Regions from separate parts of the Sus scrofa genome. Here all the other regions are linked to region 2. Evidence: chromatin contacts called from public HiChIP or PLAC-seq and promoter capture Hi-C data. All regions are on one chromosome and are shown on one strand. Each heading gives the region's core, a stretch centred on a gene start, on an enhancer-like site or on the middle of the called end of the contact. The rest is flanking DNA. Distances are from core to core; before and after follow the strand shown.

Region 1 (4,209 bases), core at 1,086-3,585, 130 kb before region 2:
AGGATTTTTAGTGCACTTCCCTCACTCTGATTTTGCAACTGTTTCTCTGTCACTTTTCTCATTCTATGTCTTCCTCTACTCAGGAAAACTTACCTGCAGCTGCTAATGTCTGCTCTCTTTCATACTGTCTTTTACTGATACTGCTCCCCAGCCCAGGAGCATCCTACCTAAATAACCATGCATATCCTTTAGACTGGCTCTACTGGGCCTTTAGAACTTCTGAGGAGGGAGTTCCCATCATGGCAGAAACGAACCCGACTCGTACCAATGAAGATGTGGGTTTGATCGCTGGCCTTACTCAGTGGGTTTGGGACATGGAACTGCCATGAGCTGCGAGGTAGGTCACAGATGCAGCTCAGATCCTGAGTTGCTGTGGCTGTGGTGTACGCCTGCAGCTGTAGCTCTGATTTGACCCCTAGCCTTGGAACTTCCATATGCGGCTAGTGCAGCCCTTAAAAAGAAAAATAACAACAACAACAAACCAAAAAAACCTTTTGAGGAAGATGGATAAACCTTCTACTGTGCATTTATTCAATGCAACCATTCCCTTAATTTTTAGTGCTCATACACTGAAATATTTGTCCATTCTTTTTTATTTATGTACATGTATAACTTATATGTTATTTGCTAAAGAACAAATCTAACTGGTCTTCCCACTGAAATATAAGCTTCTTGAGGGAAAGGGCTGCTTCAAGTTAATCCTTTATACTCAGAGATGTAATAAATATTTGGTGTTACAGATAATACTATATAGTTTTGGGGAAGTGTAATATAATTTAAAATAATTTCAGAATCAAGTTCAACATGATAATAATGGAAAGGCATGGACAAGAAGATGTGAAACTCTGTCCCAGCCCAGGATTTGCTTCTAATTAAAAGTGGCAAGTTACACAAATATACTGTCTTAGTTGCTTTAACTATAAAATAGGAATATTAATGCTCATCTCTTCTTTCTCATAGTGCATTTGGAAAACCGAATTTTAACAGTAACTCTATATATTAATTTTGCAACCACTTCTCTCCTCCTCCATCTTTTAGCCTTAAAAGTATGCTAGCTTGGAACACAAAACAGCACTGCAGATAATCATCTTCAGCAACCCCATAAGGTTCTGATTGATGCTTAACTATTCCAAGACTACAGTTTTAAGCCTTTAGTGATCAAATCGAGTTTATGGTTAGCTTTTGGAAGGAGAGTCACCACTACAGGGTTTTAATCAGTACACATTCTGAATCTGAGGATCAATAATCCACGAATCTCTTCAATGGATGTGTATATGTGTAATAATGGATTGGTGGGAGGCAATGTTTACATTAGATTCTCAAAGAAGTCCTTATCCCTGGCAAAGTTAAGAACTAATGGCTTAGAATACACCAAAAAAAAAAAAAAAAAAAAAAAAAAATCCCATGCATAAACGCTGCTGGATGAGGAAGAAACCGACACAAGACAATCTTCCCAGCGACATTCGAGAAAAATCTCGAACTCAATGTTCACATCTAAACTCAAAGCTATGGCAAAGATAGCGGGGTTGACATGGATGTGGGAAATTTGAAGCTATCCCCTCCTCTCCACCCCGACCTTGGAGAGCTGTACAGAATGAGAGGGGAAGGAAGTTTTGACGAGATCTAACACTCGTATACCATTTTAATATACAATTTGGAAAGAATCCCCGTTCGATTCTCAAAACAACCTTAAAAAAATAAACATTACTTTTAAGGCAGATAGTTACCACTAACTCCAACTTACAGATGGGGAAACTAAGGCTTAGAGAAGGTTCAATGACTTGCGTTTAAGAAAAAAAAAAAATGACCAGTTAGTAAAACCAGCGATCCAACCAACTCTGAGGGCAAGTGAGGTGGCCGAGTGGTGAGGACCCCGAGACACATAACTGCGGGCGCCCTGACACTAAGTAAGGACGAGGCGCGGGGAGAGCCGGGCCGCGCAGGCGGGACGGGGGCGGCTACCTCGGTGCGGCGGTACAGCGTGGCTTCCCCGAAGGCGCCGCGTCCCAGGACGCGGATGGGGATGTAGTGCAGCTCCTCCTGCTCCGCCGCGCCGCCGCCGGCTCGCGGCCCCGGACCCGCGTTGGGCCCCGGGCCCGCGTCCCCGCCACCCCCCGACTCGCTCCCAAAGTCCGAGTTGAGGGAATCGCAGTGTCGCTCGTACTCGCCCAGCACCGACATGGCGGCGGCGGCGGCGGCGGCGGGACCGGCCTGCGTGTCCCCGGCGGTGCTGGCGGCGCTGCGCCGCTCCCGCTTCAGACACCGACCCGCGGCTTCGCCAGCCCCGCCACCCCGCGAGGCTCCATGGTGGCTCCTTCCCCCCTGACCCGGAAGCAGCTGCGGGTGCTTCCGGCCCGGCGGGGGTTTCCTCCGCCTTCGCCCGCCAGCTCGCTTAGCCTCGGGGCCAAGACTTCTCTCCTTCCCGGTTGTGAGGAAAACGAGGCCTCGGGCGGAGTTGGTAGCACTTCGTGGGGGCTGCATGGAGCCAAAGGGCTCTGGCAGGGGCAGGGACATCACCGACCGGTCTAAAGACCCCTCGGCTGAGCCCTGGCCAGGTCCCCAGACAGTTTTGAGGTGCAAAGGTTGTTCAGTCTCATCTTGGCCACAGACCTATTTCAACGGCAGTGGCTGGGGAAGCAGTCTCTTTCAACGTCAGATAGCGCCCTTTGTTTAGAAAGAGGTTATAGTAAAGACACACGAAGAGTAAAGATAAGCAGAAATACTTGCCCCCCCACCCCCACCCCACCCTGTCATCTCAGTCAGTGCACCGGTTACTTCTTCCAGAACTACCCTGGGTCCTTCCCTTTTCCACACAATTCTAGGTGTTTTAAGTCAACTATCATGACAATCTCCCCCTCTTTTTCAGATTTCACATTCTTCCATGTCTTTAAAAATCTTTGCCCATCTAGTCCCGCGATTCTTCGAACACCAGGTGCAAGATACTGCATTTGGAGGTGGGGATCTGCAAAGAGATGCTTCCTGCTCTCAAGTCACTAAGAAAATTGTGATAGAGTGGAAACATGTTCCATCCGTTTTGTGACCGTGGGCAAGTTACATCTCCAAGGTTGTCTTTCAGTCGTAAAGTTGTGGGACTATGAGGTTGTCTTTCAATTGTAAGGTTGTGGCAATATGACCTACAGAGGTAACAGCTAACATTTATTATGTTCCTGGCACTATGCTAAAGGTTTTTGTTGTTGTTGTTGTTGTTTTTGTTTTTGCCATTTCTTGGGCTGCTCCCGTGGCATATGGAGGTTCCCAGGCTTGGGGTTCAATCTGAGCTGCAGCCGCTGGCCTACGTCAGAGCCACAGCAACGCGGGATCCGAACCGAGTCTGTAACCTACACCACAGCTCACGGCAAAGCCGGATCCTTGACCCACTGAGCAAGGCCAGGGATCGAACCCAAAACCTCATGGTTCCTAGTCTGATTCGTTAACCACTGAGCCACGACGGGAACTCTGCTAAAGGTTTTCTTTTCATGTATCATCCCATTTAATCCTCGTAGCATACAGAAGGAACTGAGAGGGGTTAAGTAACCTGCTGTGTTACACAGCTAGTGAGGGAGCCAAAGCCAGCAACATGGCAGTGGAAAATTGGAGATTTTTAAGCAGGGGAGTGTATTATTTTTGTGACTATATGTCCCGGTTTGCTGGGGCAAGTCACAATTTGTACCTTTTCCTCTAGCATAATAGTCTCCTTTTGCTCACGTGCCCAGCTCAGACAATAAACAATATGGTTACTTTATATAATACCAAAGCTATATTTTACCAAGAACTCTGATGGCAAAATGAAAGACAAAGACTGGAGGCCAGAAGACAGGCACTGAGGTACTATCAGTGTGAATGGAGATGGGGCCCAATTTAAGAAATCCGAACTGAGGGAGTTCCTGCTGTGGCAAGCAATTAAAGGATCTGGCATTGTCTCTGAGGTGGATCCTGTCGCTGCGGAGATGTGGGTTCAATCCCCAGCATCCCCTGGTGCAGTGGGTTAAGGATCTGGCATTGCTGCAGCTGTGGCAAAGATTAAAGCTGCAGCTCAGATTTGATTCCTGGCCTGGAAACTTTCATATGCTGCAGTTGTGGCCAAAAAAGGAAAAAAAGATGAAGAAAGCCATCTGAAGAACATTTAGAACCCTACGATCAGCTAGGTATAGTTGGTGAGGCAAATCTGTGTCCAGGAGACTCACATCTAGCTTTTAAGTGGGTGGATAG
Region 2 (3,966 bases), core at 1,140-3,639:
GAAATCATTCTAGGTTTTCTCTTAAGTGGCCCGAGATCCAGTTATGAATGGAAGGCAAGGCCAGACCCGGGAATTCAAAGCTTGACCTACTTTGTCTGAAGCTAATAAGAAGAGAGATGAATTTGCCTTCATAACTTTTTATTTTTTTAAAGAATCAAGGACAGTGAAGTATAGCCTAACAGATGATAGAGCTAGGTGAATGGAGGGATGCAGAATTAGGGTTCGGAGCAGCTCCACGAAGTCTGTGTTTCTGTGTTTTTTCTTTTTTTCTCCCCCTTTTTAAGTGAGGGGGAAAAAAGCGCCTAAATTCCCACCAACATAAACTAGTGACATACAATGATGAAATTCTGTTTTCACCTCTGCTTGTGACAGGGAATGCAAAAATAGCAAGTGGCCCAGTTCCACGAATCTCCGCCTCCCTGCCCTCCCCGCTCCCGCTGGGTTCGCATCTCTAAGAATGGAGGTTAGCGCCCAGCGGCGCGCGAGCCGCACTCAGCCCCCGGACCCGGCGGATGATGTCAGGCGGCAGGAGTGGCCACAGCGGGGCCGGGGAGGCCGGGGCCCCAGGGGTGCGAGGAGGGCGGGCGGGCGGCCTCGCCAGGCCGACGGCGCGCCCGGCCGCGCGGCGTCGCCTGGAGACAGCCCTGGCGGCGCAGTGTTGCTGTAAACAGCCGCTTCCCTGTTACTATCTATAGCAGGATCGCCTGGCTCCGGGGTGCGGCGGCGGGGGCAGGTCGGCGGTCCTGCTCACCGCGCGTCCCGAAGGATCCGCCCTCTGCCCTAATCCCGCCTCACCCCTCTCCAGGTGCACACCGTGACCTCCGGGTCTGAAAGGTGGGGGAAGGGACACAGGGACCCGTGGCTCTGCGGGGAACTGCGGCTTCGCGTCCCGGAGGTGGCCGGCGCTCTGGGACCGAGCCGGGGCAGGATGACCCCAGGTGTCCTTTGCAGAGGAGCAAGAGGATGGGGCGTTTGGGGGCGCAGAGCACTCCAGAATACCTTGCCTCCCCAAAGCCCCGTTTTCCAGGCCACGGAGTGGTGCCTGAGGTCCCAGCCGCCGCGGTCTCCGGCCTTGGCGCTGCTGGGCACGGTCCTTCCAGCGCCCCCGTCCTCCCCCCTCCAAGTCGGTGCTGGAAAATCACCCGCTGCTGGCTCCCAATAACCAGCTTCCGGGGCATCGAACCACCCCCACCTCTCCAGCTCGGACTTGCGCTCCCCCAATACCTCACTCCATCCAGTACCCCAACTGACGACCTTGTCCACATGACAGCCCCTCCGGAGCCCGAGCTCAGAACCTGGCAAACAACCCTACAGACATTTTTGCATGGAGGTTCTGCACAATGTTTATTGGCTGGTGTCTCTGGGGTTTGACAGTAACTCTAACATCCCGTATTTGGCCGAGGAAAAAAATGCTCCTTTTCCCTTAAAAAAAAATTAATATTAAAATACCCAGCATCGTAGATAAAGTAGGTTATCGTATTCTCTTATTTTGTATCCCTCTACTTTCCGCTTCCAAACGCAGTAACAGTCCTAGTAGTGCTGAGCGCTGGGGCTTGAGGCGAGGGGGTGGGGGTCTGCTTCCACAGTTTGCACCGAATTAGTGATAGAATGAGGAATGGGGGTGGAGGCGCATTCCTTCGGGGGCCAAGGCTTAAGCCCAAGGGGCTGTGTACCTATCTCGCCTATACCTGAACCTCAGAACTCTTCCCGGGTTTCTGTACACAAGTAAAAAGGCGCCTACGCCCCATCCCCCAACCCCGGGAACAAGGGTCCGCATTGAACCAGGTGCGAATGTTCGCTCGCCTTCTCTGCCTTTCCCGCCTCCCCTCCCCCCGGCCACGGCCCCCGCCTCCCCCCCGCGCTGCACCCTTGGTGTTGGCTGCAGCCCGCGAGCAGTTCCCGTCAATCCCTCCCTCCCGTTTACACAGGATGTCCATATTAGGACATCTGCGTCAGCAGGTTTCCACGGCCGTTCCCTGAAGTTGTGGGGGGAGCCATCCCCGAAGTCCCTCATTTTAGGGGGTCTACGCGACCCCAAGACCGAGACTGAGAAAAGCTCAGAAGATAAAGAAACACAATAAGACGAAAGGCAGGGGGCTGAGACGGCGGAAGAGGCAGCAAAGAGGCTGCAGAGGTGGCAAGATCCGAGCGCCACCCCTCGAGAGCTGCAATGGTAGCGCTCCGTGACGTATTGGGCTCATTCATAAAATGCTGTTATAAAAGCAGTGGCCTAGTACTCCAACCGCATCTGCAGCGAGCAGCTAAGCTGAGACAGAACCGGCAGCGGCGCAGCGAGCGAGCAGCGACCGCGCTCTTACCCAGCTCAGCCCCGCAGCTCCTACCTGTCTCCGCCCCTCAGCCCCTCGCCCGGCTTTGACTACCTGCGATCATGATGTTCTCCGGCTTCAACGCCGACTACGAGGCGTCATCATCCCGCTGCAGCAGCGCCTCCCCTGCCGGGGACAGTCTCTCCTACTACCACTCACCGGCCGACTCCTTCTCCAGCATGGGCTCTCCCGTCAATGCGCAGGTAAGGCTGGCTTCGTGCCACCGCGGGGCTCGGGGCTCGGGGTTACCGGGGAGGAGACACTGGGACGGGACGCTCAGGAAGACAAGCCGGGGACCCCATTGGCCAGAGAGGGAGGCTTGCCCCGGCCGGATCAGCCCTATCTCGGGAGCCCCGGACTTGTTCGGAGCGCACACATGCTTGTCAAAATAAGAATCTTTTCTCCTCTCCCGCTGTGGGCTCATTCTGAGCTGACCCTGGCCCACGCGCTCTGACTGGTCTCTGACATTAGCTGGGGGCAAAAGTGTCCCAAGCAAAGACTGGCTAACTAGAGCCGGGCACCTCCGGGGGAGGAGGCAAAAAGCGGCGATCCTCCCTCCCCTCGCAGCCTGGAGCAGGGAGGAGGGTGAGAGGAGGAGGGTGAAGCCGGCGGGTGTGTAAGGCAGTTTCATTGATAAAAAGCGAGTTCATTCAGGAGACTCCGGAGCGGCGTCTGCGTCAGCGCAGACGTCAGGGATATTTATAACAACCCCCCTTTCAAGCGAGTGATGCTGAAGGGATAACGGGAACGCAGCAGCAGGATGGAGGAGAAAGGCACTGCGCTGCGGAATTCTTGGGAAGGGAGAGACCTTTCATCCAGGATGAAGGACATATAAAAATACATAAGCAGTCCATTTTTCACTCTCTCCCTGCTGCATGCGGCACTGGGCACTCCGCTCACCCCACCTGCGTCCAGAGCCTGGTCGCTCACGTCAGCTTTCCCCTTCTATATTTCATTCTAGGACTTCTGCACCGATCTGGCCGTCTCCAGTGCCAACTTCATCCCAACGGTGACTGCTATCTCGACCAGCCCAGACCTGCAGTGGCTAGTGCAACCCACCCTGGTCTCCTCGGTTGCCCCATCCCAGACCAGAGCCCCTCACCCCTACGGAGTCCCCACTCCCTCGGCTGGGGCTTACTCCAGGGCTGGAGTCGTGAAGACCATGCCAGGAGGCAGAGCTCAGAGCATTGGCAGAAGGGGCAAGGTGGAACAGGTGAGGGTTCTCAACACCTTCTCTCTGGTGGTGGCTGGGGTTGGGGGGGTAAGGTCAGTCTTGATGGAGATGGGGAGCATAGTGGACAGGGTGAAGCCATGGGTGGAACTGATTACATATCCTGGACTGGGAACCCCGGCTCCAAGCCCTATCCATCCCAAGTCAGACTCTAATAGTCCACCCTAAGTAATATCCAATGTGCAGTTTCTTCCCTAATAGTTTCTTATCTCACCCTTGTAGCTTCTCTTTGTTCTCCTGCTGAGGTTCTTATTTTAAATGCAAGTCACACCCAGCTTGCAACTGCAGGTTAGAAATGGCTTCACAGAAGAGGTGCCAGGAGGCGGGAAGCTGCAGGCGCCAGTTTTCCTAGGGTGGGTGAACGGAGCTGATAGCAGGCACTGTTACTGAATGTTGCCCTCTCTCTCT
Region 3 (3,670 bases), core at 906-3,405, 110 kb before region 2:
CTGCCTCAGTCTGATCTGCTTTTTTGGGGGGTGGGGGAATGGGGAGGTAGGTCACTGAAGAAAGTATTGGGAGGAGTTTCTTGGTTAAGAAAAAGACTTTAGAGCTGTGTTGTAACCATGTGCGTAAAGAAAGGCTTAGGACGCGACAGACTTCCGAAGCAGGAAGCAGGCAAAGGAAGCACTGTGGTTTCCTTTCTGCTAGGGATTCCCCTCCTGGGTTAAGTAAAAGGTCAGGAAAAATAAAGGACTTTTCCCAGTGTTAACAAAGTCCAAGGATGATGGCAATTCCAGGAGGTATAGGTTCTAAAATGCTATCTGACAGCCCACATCATTCTATATGTAAACTCACCATAATACCATCTATTTTAGAGAAGAACAAACTATGTCTAATATAAACCAAGTGTCCTGTTATTTAATATATAACACCTACTGATGGCCATCATATTAGAGGGGAAAAGTCACAAAAGGCAAAATTCCACATAAAAGCAACTCAATGAATGCTTGCCTAGAGAATTGTCTGAGGTGGATGATACAGCAGCAGTACTCAAAAACTGAAAATCATTTCACCTACTCTTCTACCTCATAATAATATAACATTTTTCTTAGTGTTTTAGACCTTACAACAGCACTTTAACATATTATATTGTTTAAATATAATCAGGATTCTCCTGAATCATAAACACTTAAAAGGATTTTTCGATTTACTCCTAAATTCATCAGACAAAGAGGCTCTTGCTTTAACTCTTTTAACTAAACTATCCTGAAGCCAGAAACAAGCAAGAGTCTCCACTAGGAACTGTCTTCCACTCACAGCTCCATCAATTGCTCCTGTTTCCTGCCTACAAATAACTCAGTCTAGTTTTGTTCAACTGAACCCATGAACTAGGAAAAAGAGGCAAGACCTGGAGAGCTGCAATTATTGCAGTACTACTTCCTGTTGAAGAAGCAGCCAGTGGCTTCCAGTCTTCTTCCATTTTAGGATATTTCCCTTCTAAGTTCTGACCAAAGATAGAACAATTTCTCCCGCTCCATCATTTCTAGAGAATTTGCTTAAATCACTTAAAGCAACTTTCCTTTGTTTATTCAGTTTACCTTCTTCAAAAGCCATTTGTATTTCCTACACCCCATCTTTTCTTCATGCCTTCGGGTACTGTTGTAGAAAGACTCTGATCTGGGTAAAAACATGCTAATCTTTCTATAAAGATCAATCCTCCAATCTTAAATAGTTCTTGTGGTTTTTCAAAGGTGCTCTTCATTTGAAGAGCCTTTTTTGTGCTGCCTCCAGAGTCTCTCATGAAAGGGATAGGAAGGGCTCAGTCCCCCTTCCCCTTATTCTATGCACACTTCCACCTTCCTACCACCCAAATAAAGGTCTGTTTTTGTTCTCTACGATACTTCTGGTTAGCAAAAATCCTAATCTCGGAGTTCCTGCTGTGGCGCAGTGGAAGCAAATCTGACTAGGAACCATGAGGTGGGTTCGATCCCTGGCCTCACTTGGTGGGCTAGGGATCTAGCGTTGCCATGAGCTGTGGTGTAGGTCACAGATGTGGCTCAGATCTGGCGTTGCTGTGGCTGTGGGGTAGGCTGGCAGCTGTATCTCAGATTCAATCCTTAGCATGGGAACGTCCATTCGCCGAGGGTAAAAAAGCAAAACAAAAACAAAGCAAAACAAAACACACCTAATCTCTTGCAGTTTTTCTTCCATCTTGCTCTCTTTCTGAAAAATTTGAAATTGAAATTATTTTAACTAAAAGCTACTTTTGACTACTACATTTCTCAAAGACAGCACAGTTGTTCAAGTCTAAATAGCAATGAATCCATGCCCTAGTTTTATACATAGCTGTCACTCTGGGAATAAAAGCCATAGGGATTAAAACCAAATCACTTCTCTTAACCTTGAACATTAACATATAAATGAATTCCGGCTTTAAAAAATTACAACTATATATCTGGTTTCTGTCTCAAGAGCACTAATAGCATATACTTAAGTGTTTCATCATACCAACATTTCTATGGGACAGTTGGTCCAGTCACTTGGCTGACAGCACAGCCAGAATTATTGTTCAAGGCTGTTAACATAACTTTTTATATCAAGCTGGTTGTCACATGACTGCTGAGAAAACCACAGCCTTCTGGGCAAAGCACAGCCTGCTGGCCTGACTAGGTCACAGAAACCTCACAGACCAGCATGCTGCTGCCTCTACTGGCTGTTACAGCAGGACATACCTCTTCGTAATTTTTTGCCTCCACTCCATGCTTCATGTCTAGGATCACGAGTTGGTCAGGTATCCGCCCTGTTCCTGAGAAAGAAATCAAAGGATTCATTGTGCGGAATATTTAAAATTCCGGGAAATCACCCACCCACCCTCTCTCTCCCTCCCTAACCCCTACCCTCTCAATAGAGGGAAATAGCCTCAACTCCTCCCCCTACTCAGCTGCAGAAAATTCCTGGCTCTGGCTAAAAATCACAAGCATTCCAGACAAAGCCTCTATCTGTGAGGGGGGCCAGAAAGCAACGAGAACACGCTGCTGGCAAACATCTCTGAGGGAGCAGCACACAAGATATGTAGTTGGCACCACAGAGGAATAGAACCAGAGAAGAGAAAACACACTGGCTTATTGGATTAGGAAATAAAACTCCAAAGTCAAAACATCATACAACTGACTGGCATACAAACCCGGAGGTAGTGGGCACCAGCTTAGGCCGAAAAGTACATTTCCACATCTAAAAAGGCTGACCCATGAAATTCTGAGAGAAGGATTACTGCATACACGCTAAGCCTGAATTTACTTAATACAAATACAAGTACTGAAAAGACCACAGCATTTATCTAATATTTTATAGGACTAAAGTATTTTGGTCAATGTAAGGCCATTTCAATAAGTAAACAAAATGTTATAGAACTAGTCCCACAAAACCCTTACAAGAGAAGAGCCCAAGAAGAAACTTGACAAAAAGAGTACAGTTCTTGGAGATACTTCTTAAAAGAGGAATGTTAATTTGGGATAGTAGGATCAACAGAGCAATGTTCATATTAGAAAAGGCAATCTGCCTTTTTTGGGGGGGTGGATCTTTTTAGGGGCACACCCATGGCATATGGAAGTTCCCAGGCTGGGGCTGAATCAGGGCTGCTGCTGGCCTATGCCACAGTCACAGCAACGCCAAATACGAGATGGGTCTGCATCCTACACCACAGCTCACACTAACACCAGATACTTAACCCATTGAGCAAGGCCAGGGATTGAACCTGCATCCTCATGGATACTAGTTGGGTGCGTTACCACTGAGCCACCACAGGAACTCTAGGAAAAAGTAATCTGATTCAGCTTGATCAGAAAGAATTCTAATCTTAAATCATCAAGTGGGAGTAAAGGGACTGGAGTGGTTCAAAAGAGCCCCAGAAAATTGCTCAGTCCCAATTCCCTGGAATTTACCCGATTACTTATAAATTTCAAAACTGCCTGCATGAAATTAGGAGTTTTGGAAACGGTGCCACTTAAGCACTTGGGTTCCTAAGACCATAAGCCAGAGAATGCACTGAACACTGAGAGACACTGGAGATTTTCTGAGATGGACTGAAGCCAAATCAATAACTACTCATTTAGAGCTCACTAGGAACTAGAACTGTGCTAGATATTTCAATCTCTGCCTTCAAATAATACAATGGGC

Evidence for each region. Promoter capture Hi-C pulls out the DNA fragments that hold promoters and counts their contacts. HiChIP or PLAC-seq counts read pairs in DNA pulled down with a chosen protein or histone mark.
Region 1: a promoter capture Hi-C map of fetal skeletal muscle shows a contact between it and region 2, with 6 times the contacts expected there. The contact joins the promoter of NEK9 here to the promoter of FOS in region 2. A contact is called at or near these places in 4 of 5 promoter capture datasets (fetal skeletal muscle, liver and skeletal muscle), 12 of 47 Hi-C or Micro-C datasets (embryonic fibroblasts, epiblast stem cells, fetal liver and 7 more) and 2 of 2 datasets of contacts at active chromatin or transcription factors (alveolar macrophages and skeletal muscle).
Region 3: an H3K27ac HiChIP or PLAC-seq map of alveolar macrophages shows a contact between it and region 2. The contact joins the enhancer-like site here to the promoter of FOS in region 2. A contact is called at or near these places in 4 of 5 promoter capture datasets (fetal skeletal muscle, liver and skeletal muscle), 15 of 47 Hi-C or Micro-C datasets (embryonic fibroblasts, epiblast stem cells, fetal liver and 8 more) and 2 of 2 datasets of contacts at active chromatin or transcription factors (alveolar macrophages and skeletal muscle).

Annotation. Positions count from the first base shown.
Region 1 is chr7:98,319,737-98,323,945 of Sscrofa11.1, forward strand. NEK9 (serine/threonine-protein kinase Nek9) reads right to left here and starts at 2,336. Exons shown (of 22, transcript XM_003356752.4): 1 at 1,963-2,336. The coding sequence starts at 2,181.
Region 2 is chr7:98,447,119-98,451,084 of Sscrofa11.1, forward strand. FOS (Fos proto-oncogene, AP-1 transcription factor subunit) reads left to right here and starts at 2,390. Exons shown (of 4, transcript NM_001123113.1): 1 at 2,390-2,530; 2 at 3,289-3,540. The coding sequence starts at 2,390.
Region 3 is chr7:98,339,541-98,343,210 of Sscrofa11.1, forward strand. TMED10 (transmembrane emp24 domain-containing protein 10) reads right to left here. Exons shown (of 5, transcript XM_001926711.5): 3 at 2,227-2,300. Among named protein-coding and RNA genes, the nearest start is that of NEK9, 19 kb to the left of the region's middle. Within about 2 kb of position 2,156, at least 46 of the 83 cell types and tissues checked have an H3K27ac peak or open chromatin away from gene starts, as enhancers often do. A contact at or near this core is called in alveolar macrophages, embryonic fibroblasts, fetal liver and 7 more, where this site is marked.